Linked DNA regions of Zea mays: region 1 is linked to region 2. A link is a contact called in public Hi-C data. All regions are on one chromosome and are shown on one strand. Each heading gives the region's core, a stretch centred on a gene start, on an enhancer-like site or on the middle of the called end of the contact. The rest is flanking DNA. Distances are from core to core; before and after follow the strand shown.

What was found. Hi-C and Micro-C count contacts between places; a contact is called where the count stands out from the background.
Region 1: a Hi-C map of tassel shows a contact between it and region 2, with 2.8 times the contacts expected there. The contact joins the promoter of LOC100382821 here to the promoter of LOC100274537 in region 2. A contact is called at or near these places in 2 of 25 Hi-C or Micro-C datasets (ear and tassel).

The regions. Positions count from the first base shown.
Region 1 is chr5:16,804,018-16,810,309 of Zm-B73-REFERENCE-NAM-5.0, forward strand. LOC100382821 reads left to right here and starts at 2,045. Exons shown (of 1, transcript NM_001175521.1): 1 at 2,045-2,989. The coding sequence starts at 2,101. The coding sequence ends at 2,736.
Region 2 is chr5:16,523,119-16,529,787 of Zm-B73-REFERENCE-NAM-5.0, forward strand. It overlaps LOC100274537, which reads right to left and starts at 1,586. Exons shown (of 5, transcript NM_001148893.1): 1 at 1,309-1,586; 2 at 1,163-1,203. The coding sequence starts at 1,518.

The sequences.
Region 1 (6,292 bases), core at 795-3,294, 280 kb after region 2:
GCAAGGAACCAACTCAACTACCTCCATCGTGGTCTTGCCGGTCTTCGGCGTAAATTTACAGGACCCAAACTGGGCAACTTCATCTCCAATCATCCTCTTCTGCCAGTGCAGGCAATAGTACTTCACGAAGACTTCGACTGATGGTTGTCCGCCGTACGAAGTCGTCGCCCAGACATACTTCGACAGAGCCACCACGACATTCGGAGTCAGCTGATGGATCTGAGCGTTAAATCTGCGTAGGACTTCTCCAACAAATCGGTGCGCAGGCAGGCGAAGACCAGCGGCAAAGAACGCCTCGAACACAACCAACTCGCCCTCCGACTCGGGGACCTCCTCCGTCCCCGGGACACGAGCGACTCCACCGCCAAAGTAACCAAGCCGCTGCATATCTTGCACGCGGACCGAGGACATCCGCGACACACCGAAATCCACCGTTTCGCCGGCGCGCAACTCCTCCGCCGCCACTGTACTCAGCGTCTCCTCAGACGACGCGTCGGCCGGCGGCGTAGCGGCAGAAGAAGAAGAAGAGGTCGGCATCGCTACGTACCGTCGGCGGCGGCGGGCGGTCTGCTTCACTCGGGCCAGATCTCCGGCGAACAAGAGCAAGGAGGGCAGACGAGCAGCAAGATGGTGGAAAAGGCGGCTAGGGTTTTCACGGAGCGCGGAAAGATAAAGTTTAAAACGCGCCGCCCCCCGCCCCCTTTTATACACAGGGCGCGGCGTTTCGGGAAACCCGCAGTCCAACAGTACGGTGTCAATTAACGGTCATGTCAAAAACCCCCGCGGAACCACTTCGAGCGAGGGCAGCGTCTCCGCCATCTAGCGACGTCTTCGGCACCAGATGACTTAGTCGAACTGGTCCCTCGGAGGGCAAATATTGGGGCGAAGGCGAAGACGCCACCCTTCGCTCGATGCCTTCGCCGTAATCGTCGGACCAGCGGAGACAAGACAACAGAAAGGCTCACCCTTCGTCCCACACGTCATCGGACGAAGACCTGTGACGAGGTCGTCCCATCACTGCGACCTCGTCCAGCACGGAGGCCCACGTGTGATCCGGCCCATTGTAACAGGCCCTGCGTGGCCGCTGCGCGTTACAGGCCTAATTTGTAAAGGCATCCCTGTAATTACGATCTGTAACCCCGCTTTATGGGAATATTCCGGGGATAACCTAGATGTCTGAGGGCACATGCGTCCTTAACACAGGGCGCTGGGCACTCAGGTACCTATAAATACTCTCGCACAGTGCCCTTAAGAGGCTAGATTAACAGAGCTTTTGTCATCTCATGCGAGAACCCTGTTCACGTCAACTCTCACCCCAGTTGGATCCCCTTGCACCTGGTAGCAAGTTCCAACATGCTTCTACCCGGGTGGGGGAACGAGGGGGTGGGCGAGCGAACAACGGTGGCTATCTTGGCCCTAGCCACACACGGGGAGCAGACAGAGCCTCGAAGGAGGGAGAGGGAGGACCAGAGTGGGGGTACAGCTGTGGAGGCACTGGTTGGACCAAACAAGCCCTAATCCATGTGTATTGGACTAATTTAGCGTAAAAATTAAAATAAATTCTATCTCAACCAACTTCAGTATATATAGATTAAGGTAAATAAAGAATCATCAAAACAATGTCCAATGGTAAGTTTAATTTGGAATGGCAGGCATGTCGGCGCAGCTACGATAGGACTAATGTACATGTTATATTGTTGGCACTCAACGCACGTGCAAGTGAACGTATGACAGTTGCGTGTGTTTAATTTGGAGCCTACTTTAGTAGTTGCTTAAATTGAAGAACTAATCTTTTAAAAAAAAAGTTAGATACCTTGTGACGCTTCATGCAACAAACCAAACAGCATGTCAGCATGTGCCACTAGGTGAAGCTGGGCTCGGTGCCCGGCCGTTTGCCCGTTTCTAATCATCAATCACCGGCCAAAATTGGGTAGTGGCCTACCGGTTTCGCCGCAGTAGGCCACGGCGAGCCCCCGCAACAACCTCATTATTATAATTAATAACCGGCCATGTCTCCTCCGCCCACGTCTTCCTTCCGCGGCCTCCCACCCATCCACCTTGGGCGGGCGCCGCGCCGTCGAGGGCCATCCAGAGCTCGCCATGGCGGCCGTCCGGTCCAACAGGGCCCACGCCCACCAGCACTGCCGCTCCGAGGCGTCGTGCCCGACGACCTCCGTGGCCGTGGCGGCGGCGAGGGCCGGCGACGCCCCACGCCACCGTTCGCAGGCTCCGGTGCAGGTCTCGAAAGGGCATCACCAGATGCGGCGGTCAGCGGCGTTCCCACCGCGCCGCCCGGGGCCAGGGCGTCGCCCTCCTCAGCGTTGTGACAGCGACATCAACATCCGGCAGCACCGCACCTGCAGCGAGGTGGCCGGCGGCACCGCGGCGGGCTGTGCGGCCGTGTGCTGCTGCTTCCCCTGTGTCATGGTGGAGGTCGTGGTGCTCGCCACGGTGCGCGCGCCCGCAGCGCTGTGCCGCAAGGCGGCCCGCGTGAGCAAGGGCGGGCGGCGGCGCTCCGCCTCCGTGGGGCAGGCCACGGAGATCTACGAGCTCCCGGTGGACAACGCCGGCGTCGTCGTCAAGGTGGACGCCAGCGCCGTCGAGGCGGTGGCGCTGCCGGTGAAGCCCGCCTTGCAGCTGGAGGAGACGGGGGAGCTTGAGAAGGAGGTGTGGGCCAGGTTCTACGGCACGGGCTTCTGGAGGAGCGTGTCTCAGCTCGACGACGACGACAGGTGACCGGAACAATCAGGCCCGTGAGTGAGCGAGCGATCGACCAGCTCCTCCGGCGATGCTTAAGCAATAGCATGCGTTTCCTTGGTTGGGTTTCCTTCGTTGTTTTCCGCGGAAATAAGAGAAGATCGAGGAAAAGGAAATGTGATGCATGGTCGTCGATCGACTATACGAGTTTCTTTTGTTTTGCTTTTTGGAAGGGAAAACCATTCTCTTCTACGATGCCCTGCATGTTTAATAAAATGTATGTCTATTGAACAATGTGACTGAAAAAAAGGAAATACTTGAGGAATCGTAGTTGAAAAAGGAGGACATATCCTGTGCAATCACTCATTTTGGTGCAAGCGTGCAATCAAACTATCCAGAGCATCCAATCTAGATCCAACGGTTTCATATGGAAGGGGTTAAAAGTAAAATAGGTATTATGTTTTAGGTGGAAGGGGTTAAATATAAAATAACAGTCATCATTAGATCTAGATCGGATGCACCAGATTGCTTGATTGCATGCTTGCACCAGGATAAGTGGTTGCATAGGATATTTTCCCTTGAAAAAGTAGCAGGAAAATATGGACGTGCGCATACTTTCTCGGTCGGAGATTTATCTGACAAGTTTTTGTCATCCATCTTGTCCTGCGCCTCTGGGCCTTGTTACAGGCTTTCCCAATTGGGCTCTAGGGCCTCATGTACGCACAACAAAGACATGGACTTATTTTGTACTCGTGCTTTCGTTTGCCTTATTTTAGTTCAGACACCGGCGGTGGAATCTTGGACGACGGAGGAAGTTGCATGCCAGTTCTTCATTGCGACCTACGTGAAACAGTATGTAATATAATTCTTTCTCTATGGGTTGTGCTTTGGAATAGGTACATGCCACAGCCCACAGGGAACGTTCAGTTGCGATATGAAACAAGGATGTTTGTTTGCCTGCTGAAAACTAATATAGAACAAATTAAGATCACATATTAAATGGGGGGTGTAGGGATACAACTTTTTGGACCAAATTTATCAAATTTAGAGCACGCACTTCTTGGTAGTTAAATCTGACCGTGGCTACAGCCTTCATAAAATAAAAGGAAATCCTAATTTTATTTTCCTAGGCTTACTTCTGTATAGTTTGGAGTAGAAAAGACATAAGACCTCCCATTTGCAATTTCAAAGAAGCATATGCAGTTCCAGAAAGTCATCAGCAGACCATCTATCTTGAATCATGTGCTTGTTTAAGAGAACCATTTATAGTTTCTTTAAGCATTTACAGTTTAAGAGAACCATTTACAGTTTAGAACTATTTACAGTTTCTTTAAGAGAATCATTTGTAGTTTTAGTATTGTTGTGTTGTCTGCATTCTTTAGTTTGATGCATCAGTACTGCTGTATTGGTAGTGATCTTTAGTTTGATGCATCAATATTGTTATTCTGGCATGTGATCTTCAGTTTGATGCATTGGTTCTATTGTGTATTGTATGAATCATAAGCAACACTTGTTCAACCTAGGAATAAGCCTTCTCGACAGCGCATAGTCAGGCATTTTAGGAGGAATCATTACAATATAATAGAAAATCAAAGAAAACAATTATGTATCCTTGTTATTTGCAGTACACAAATCATAGTATAGTTTGAATGCATAAGGAAAATCAAAAATGTTTTAGGGATAAAATTGGGAGCTGTTGGAATATTATTATTTTTTGGATTTAATACTTTTAAGGAGATCCTAATTTCCATGTTTTGGGAGCTATATTCTTGAGACTTGTTGGAGTTGCTCTAAAGGCCTTTCGGTACAGCTTTTTTAAAGACTCCTCCAAAGGTTTCTTCAACAAAATCTATACGAAAGACTTCTCTCTGTAAAGAATAGGGAAGAGCTATTTCCAATCCTGAAGAGGCATCAGTGAACCTCATGCACCAGCTCAACGTTCTCTTCTCTATGGAGATCATTATTCTTATGACTTGGAGCATCTGGAAAAGCCGAAACGAGTGGCTGTTTTCAAACAAAGATCCCTCGGTGCTCCGCTGTACTCAGGAATTTAGTAGAGAATTACGACTGATCATTCATAGATCGCGGGGGGAATTTGACACCTCAATCCCGAATTGGCTAAGTTTGTGGCAAACATAGGAATAGTTCTTTCTCTTTCTTTTTCCCTTCTTTTTATTGATTGTAAAAGTACCAGGTTCTAACCTTTTCTTTTCGCTTTCTAATAAAATGCGCAGTAGGGGTTTCCCCTCCTGATCCTTCAAAAAAAAAAGAATAGGGAAGAGCTATTTCTTTGGCTCTCTTCCATCCTCCGTTCCTCCAAAAAAACAGGTGTGTTTCTAACCAAATGAGATTTTTTTACAGACTCTTTCTAAAAATAAGAAGTTGTTTTCTCATAAGAGAGCTAAATTTGTTGATGCAAGAGTCCTACCAAAAGGAGCCTAAATTACTAATCATCCACGTCACCGAGGCTAACCTCAAATTAGATGCTAGCTCTATACATATGCCTTTTTTATCGTATCGACTAGAGGATATGGTTTTGCAAAGTTACTAAAACCGTCTGTCCGTCTTAGATATGGTTTTCTCAGGATCAGCCCATATTTATACCTGAAATATCCTTATATGAGTTGAGGACAGTGGTGGGCTAAGGAATTTGAGATTGAGTATTCAAAATTTCAAAATATTAAAGAAATTAGTGCTCCAACCCTTAGATTCCTCTACAGTTACGTCTGATCACTGACGTGTACATCCAGTCAGGCCACGGCCAGCTCCGCACGTCGGCAGCGGCTCTACGTCCATAGACGACGTACTTCAGAGGATCCGACGGATTGGCAGTGGTATCCGATCCTAGGTTCTATACAATGCATTTGAAAGCGTCGATAATTGCACTTCAAGATTGGTTCACAAATATATGACATTGTTAATTTTTTTTTAAAACTTCGATCACTCGTTTTATTTAAAATATTTATTCAAAAATGTAAAATGTTAAACCAAGCACAAACTATTTTAAGTCATAAAACAAATCACAACAAAATAAATAATAACTCTTTATTTTTTTTAAATAAAACGAGTGATCAAAGTTTTTTTTAAAAATCAATTATGTCATGTATTTATGAACGTAGGGAGGAGTACTAGAAAAGTGACAGGCCGTGGCCAGCGTTGAAGTTGAGGCAATTATACCAGACCAGTGGTGTGGCTTATGAATTTAGCATCGAGAGGGGGCGGTGGGGAATGCCACGGTAAGACTAAGGCCCCGTTTCAATCTCACGGGATAAACTTTAGCTTCCTGCTAAACTTTAACTATATGAATTGAAGTGCTAAAGTTTAGCTTCAATTACCACCATTAGCTCTCCTATTTAGATTACAAGTGGCTAAAAATAGCTTAAAAAAGCTGCTAAAGTTTATCTCGCGAGATTGGAACAAGGCCTAAGTATAATGAAGTTCAGTCAGCTAGCTGTAACGTGCTCAATGTCATAAAAAAGATACTTCATGAGTCGTCGGGCTAAGACACAAGGCCCAAGACAAAACAACTACGTACAATCCAATACTCAGCAGCATGCTTGCTAAATTTCCTCCTCATGCATGCAATTATAATATT
Region 2 (6,669 bases), core at 336-2,835:
ATCAGGATTCTGAAACTACAAATCATTTGCTTGTCACATGTGTTTTTGCAAGGGTTTTCTGGTATAAGGTGCTGAGAAAGTTTGGTATGTACTCCTTAGCTCCTCCTTTTTGGAATGGTGGGAAAATGCCTCAGAGACACTAAATGGGCTCTGCATGAAAGGTCTCAACTCCCTTATCATCTTGGGAGCTTGGTTGACCTGGCTTCATCGTAATAGGTGTTTTTTTTGACAATGGGTCTCCTAGCCTGCCTTTAATCCTCAAGCAGTTTGAAGATGAGAGGAGTTTGTGGGAGGTTGCTGGTGCCAAGGTATTATCCTCCCTGGCAGCCCCACTTCCTGCTACTTGAGGGAAGGAGGCTTCTTAGTCTTTAGTAGTGTCTGTGTTCCTATGGACCAGTTTATATATGCATGTTTCTGGCCTCAGTAAGGATTCCTTAGTTTACTTTTGTATTTTTGGTCTTCTTTTGACCATGTATCCTCTCTTCTTAATTTATAAAATGGTGCAGTCCTCCTGTGCATTCGAGAGAAAAAACTTAACTGTGGCAGAGCTTGTGACATTTGTGGTGTTCTGCCACAGGAACTAGATGTGGTCCATTAACATGTTCATATTGCATTGTTCACTAGAAAAAATAATGCTGCCATATTCATCTTTTAAAAGCAGCGTCCCATTCATCCTAGAAAGGTGCCTTCATTGGTGCAAGGGTGTTGGCCTTCAACTTTTCATGTGTTTTCTACTCAACATCTTCTACAACAATTGGCAGCTATATTGTTTTCATGGTGAAGTTGTGAGAACGATGTGTATATCTGGATGACTTCAGGGATGAGTCTCCTCTAACTTAAAGTGAGAGGGACTTAAATCGCTGACTTTAGAGGTATCATAGTAAGATATATTGCAATCTGCACAAGGTACTAACATTACTCAGTATCTGAATCATCCAACGCATTTCCAGTCTGAAATTAGCAATGCACTACGGCATGTGTTCATTGGTCCCCCAATCAAAAAAAAAAATACAGACTAAGAAACTATCTAAACCCACGGCAGAGCATTCCTAGTAGAAAGACTACACCGTCTCGCAGAATTTTATGAGCTGCAACAAGCACTACAAACCGCCCCTTCAATCATCCACTCGCGAGAAGAAGAGAACAGGTAGCAGAAACTTACCAATCCACAACCTGACGAATCTTGGGCTCGAAGTCCTCGGCCTGGCGATTGAGCACACAGAGAACACAAGCAAAGCGTCAGCCTCTCATGTGCACAGAGCATCACATGTTTGGCATCAAGAGAAAGAAAGCAGGACGGCGACTGACCTCCTGCGGGGAGAGCGAGATGCGCGCGGCGTTGGCTAAGCGGGTGAGGTCCGGCGGCTCCAGCTCCCCAGCCCCCGCAGCCGCCACGGGCGTTACGTGGCTGGAGGACGAGAGTGGCCGCGGCCAGTGCGTCCTAGCCGACGGCCGCCTCAGCCGCGGGCCCGACGCTAAGCGGAGCCTGGGTATGGCGGACGCAGCGGCGGAGAGCATGGCCGGCCGGCGTCGCTCGCTGGTCGCTGCTGCCTCCGGGTCTGGCTAAGATTGGAATTGGATCGTCGTCACCGATGCGGCCTCATCGGCTCATCCCATCTCATCGTTTCGCGCGGTGCGGCCCGGCCCACTCAAAGCGGCCACTGCCCAGAGCTGAGAACCCCCCCTCGTCGGTTTGGGCCTCTCCGGCACATTGAATTTACCAAAATAGATCACTCTACAATGAATTTGTAAAAATAGGTCAATCGAGTAGATCACTTCGTCAAAATACACATCCGGATGTTTAACTAGTCTGATAAGTGGGCATGTATCCCTGTTGGACCGAAATATCTCTCCCTTTCCTTAGGGTATCTGCACTGGCCTACAGAAATCCTTCCGGTAAACGCGCATACAGGTAACTGGAGCTTAAAAATATGTGCAACGGTTTCCGCTATAGCTCTCTATATCCTTATGCATCCACAATATTGCGTCAGATATAGCGGACACCAATAATTACGATAGAAGTCTTATCCATATCTAGAGATGGCAATGGGTACCCGCGACCTGATACCCGATAGGTATTTACTCCATTAGGGTATATATATAGACTAAATATTATACTCGTGGGTTTATTATTGGGCAAAAATCTCCACCCAATGGGTAAACGAATATTAGAACGTTCCGTCTTCACCCATACCCGTTAACCCGTGGGTATAAATACCCAATATAAACTTAGCCCAAGCATGAACTTGTACTTTAGTCATTCATCTTTTTTACTATTTAACAACCTTTTAGACCATAATGTCATAGAAGACTTAATGACAATTTAATGACCATGTAATGGAACATGTAATGTGCTATGTAGTACTATCCTAGTGTTACTACTTTATCCAATTATCTTTGGTGTGTTGAATGGATGGTTAAATGATGCTAGAAAATTTTGTTATGGTATTTATATGGATATACTTGACATTTGTATAGTATAATATTTTGATAGATGTTTAATTTTTGTGGGTACGGGTGACCCGATGGGTGACCCATACCCACATGGGTATGGGTATGGGGGTAAATTCATACCCACCAGTGTATGTGGGTGACCTAGTGGGGTTATTTTTGTGTCGTGGGTATGGGTATGGGGTAGTAATACCCGGTGGGTATTTACCCATTGCCATCTCTATCCATATCAAAAGTACGTGTTGTGCACAAAAAATATAGAATTTCGATCATAATAAATAGAATATGTAATAATTGATATAGAGGGGATATAGAGAGAGATATGGGCGCAGAAGATTGTAATATATAGTAATGAATTTTGATGGGAAATGTATCTGGTGCAAACCAACTCCTTCGTGCAACCGTGCAAACTTCTAATCTAAACCACATGATGTTGATCCAAGGGACGCAGAGGTGTGGATAATTTTACACTTAATCGTCCGCTGCTAATCACACCTTTTCAAATCCCCCTCCCACTCCTCCGCACGTCCCCTTGGATCAACATCATGTGGTTCAGATTAGAAGTTTGCACGGTTGCACGGAGGGTTGGTTTGCATTTTGATGACTAGACTATAAAGGGTAATATAGAGTAAGGATATGGAGTAATCTGCACTACAGATAGTCTTAGCTGTTAACGGTGCTGCACAAGACGACCACTGGTGGCAGTGGTCTCCCATTCCTACTGAGCTCGGGCACCGAGGGGTTCCGGCGCTGCCTGGTCGTGGTCGACTTGTTGCCGAGGTTGTCCGCTTTGGGCCCGACGTTGTGACCGCCCTCTTCACGAGCACTATCGACGAGAGGCGGTCCATGTTCACCAACTCCTTCCAGTCCATGTTCGACAACTTCCCTGCCTTCACCTCCGTGCTGGTAGCCAACACTGTCGTCGCAGGGTACCTAGTGTTGTCGCTGCCCTTCTCCATGGTGGGCATCATCTGGCCTAGTGAGGCGATGAGCGTGTGGTTGTAGCTGCTCGTATGCGACATGGTGGTAATAGTGTTGTAGATGGCGTCAGCGCGCGTCGCGGTGGCCATTATGTAAGTGGCACACTCGGGCAACTGGCATGCCAATTGGATGCCCATCTGCATGTAGTTCCATGGCTTCTGCCAGCGCACTAGTAGCTCCGTCGTCACCACCTTCCTCGTCGTGCTTGTCTTTATTGTACTCATCCTCATGTTCGCCTGCGCCATCAGACATAGGCCCGATGGAAGGGAGGGACGTTCCAGTCCAACGAGGGTACGGGTCCACTTGTCAAACAAGTTAATCGCTCGAATGAGTATTTTGATGAAGTAAGCCTAATCGATCGACCCATTTTTACAAGTTCAACTAAAGGCATCTATTTTGAACGACGTCATCGTGGAGTGGCCCATTTTACCAAATTCCTCGATGCAAACCGTGTATAGAACTTTGATGCGTGAATAAGGTGGCGATAGGGACTTAGGGCATGTACAACCTAATTAAATGAGGTGTCTATTGAGACATCTCTAGGAGCGAAAGGCATGTTTCCGTAGTGTAAAGTTTAGCACCTGCTAAACTTTTGATGAACTTTAGCGCTTGAGGGATGTTTGGATTAAAGTGCTAAACTTTAGCGCAATACCCTAATTAATGCCTAAACAAGCAACCAAACGATAGGGGAGAAGAGGGCATTTCGATGGGAGAGAGAGAAATGACCACTTTTAGCATAGTTTAGCACCTTTTGTAGAGCTAAAGTGCTAATGGGTGTGTTGGGGACTTGTTCTCAAATGCTATGAGTTAAGAACAAGGCAAAACAGAAATATTAAATGTTATTGCCCTTCGTCCTTCGAAACATTATTTCCCTAAGGATATAATGATCTTCTGACGAAGGTCATGAAGGACATACCTTCATTATCGTAGCATATGTTAATAAAAGGGGAAACATATGAAATATAAGAGATAACATGAACAATTATATAACATTATCAACTCATTCCCACTTTATTATCATGAAAAAATAGAAATGATATGGAATTACAAAAGTACCTTCGGCTTGACAGAAGGTAAAAGTACAAGAGTGACGCACGAGCAAATATAGGTCAGCGTGAACAGTACGGGGGTACGGTTCACCTATTTATAGGCACAGGACACAGCCTGTGAGAAATTACAGTCATGCCCTTTACATTTACTATTGGCTTATGGAAAAATATGTGAGGACTGGATAGCCTTTTCCCCTTTAAGTCGGTTCCTTTTCCCGCGATTGAGCCGAAGCTCCCTTGTGTATAGCTTCGAAGCAACGACAACCTTCGTCACGATCATGCCCTTCTCATCGTATATGTCTTTAATCCTGAATCCGAAGGTACCTGTCTATAAACCATGCTTGGAAGACATTGTTAAATTACGTTTTTGAGGACCTTCGGAGGACAAAGGCCTCCAACAGTAGCCCCTTGCAGTATTAATTTGTTTAAGATAACGAATTCAGACTGCGACATGGATGAAGGCCTTAAGCCAAAGGTCCGAAAAAATACCTTCCCTTTGCTAGAATAGCAACAGTCAATGACAGACGGGACCCTCCAATTTGGGGTGTGCCGAGCGTATAAATAAGAACTTGCACCAACCACATTTGATACGCTGCTTGTGCCATTTGCTTTATTTTCTCAATTTTATAGCTCTTGCTCACCAACGCTTGCTAGTTTCTCAAGCTTTCTAAGCTTCGGTTTAAAGGACACGTTTTCGTCATTTCCGAAGAAAAGATGTCTCAAGACAAGAAGGTTGTTACTGAGATGAAGCTAACCGAAGAGGAGAAGCTCTTTGAACAGAAGAAGGCTGTGAATCCTTATATAGCTGGGTTTTAGATTCAATGGCAAAATCAAATACAGAGAAGATTACAAAAGAGATATTGGAGGGCCTGTCTGAAGATACTGGTGACAGTGACAACTATGATGCAGAAAGTGGGGGTGAAGATTCCGAAGATCGACCGTGGAGGCCAAGCCATACAATTTTTGGAAAGTCGACCATCAAGCAAAGTCACCATGAGAGCATGAGGGGGAGGTACTTTCGAGATATATCTATTGTGAGGGCTGGTGAAGACAATAACACTCCTGCGCCTGAGGAGAATGAAGTTGTGATCTTCCGAAGCTTCTTTAAAGCTGGGCTTCGATTCCCACTGAGCAGGTTTGTAGTTGAAGTGTTGAAAACCTTCCAAATTTTCCTTCATCATCTGACCCCTGAAGCCATATTGAGGATGGGAGTCTTTGTCTGGACAGCAATGAGCTAAGGTATAGACCCAAGCGCAAAATGCTTCTGCAGCATGCACGAACTTATGTATGAAACGAAGGCCACGAGAAAAGAACAGTATCACAACAACTTCGGTTGTTATGGATTTATCACCCGTCCCAACTCAAGCTACCCAGTGCCAACATTTCGGAAAAGATGGCCGGGAAATTGGATGGAGGAATGGTTTTATGTGAAGAACGACTTGGTAGCGAGGGAGGATGTTAAGGAGGTTATTATGCGTCCCATATGGTCCCGCTTCGGCCTTCGAAAGCCGAAGGTTGAAATCGATGAAGCCGCCGAAGCATGCCAGAAGGCCTTTGGTACTGTATGCTTCTTCATTGGTACAAGAGACTTGATTCAAGAACATATAGCATTCAGAGTATGGTCGCTTGTAGAGAACTGGGAAATGCCGAAGGAGACTGTCACCGAGTCTAGCAAAGGTGACTTGGTTCGACTGAAATATACATTCAGATATGAAGATAAATTTGATGAACCAAATGACGACTGGCTAAAATGTATCGAAGCTACAAGTGATGAACTGCTTGGGCCATATTCCAAAGCAGAAGATAATGCATTATCCACATCCTTCGGGGACCGGGGAAAAAAGAGATTGAACAGAGTTTTTGATGCCATTGGTTTTGTTTACCCCGACTACTGCTACCCGCTGCGAGGACGGGGAAAGAAGAGGAAAACTACTGCTTCGGCCACTCCAAATGAGCCTGCGCCGAAGAGCAAAAAGTTGAAAGCCCTTACCCACTGGCCACATTATATTGAACCGTCTGTGGTACCTAAGTTTGGCGGGGAGACTTCTTCAGCTGCTGAACCAAAAGAGCCCATTCCTCCTACGCAGAAGGCTGAAGAGCCAGCTACAATGCCGAAGGAAGCTTCGGTTGAACTAGCTAAGTCAAAGACTGAGGAAGATAAAGCTAAAAAGCCAAATATTGAAGAAAC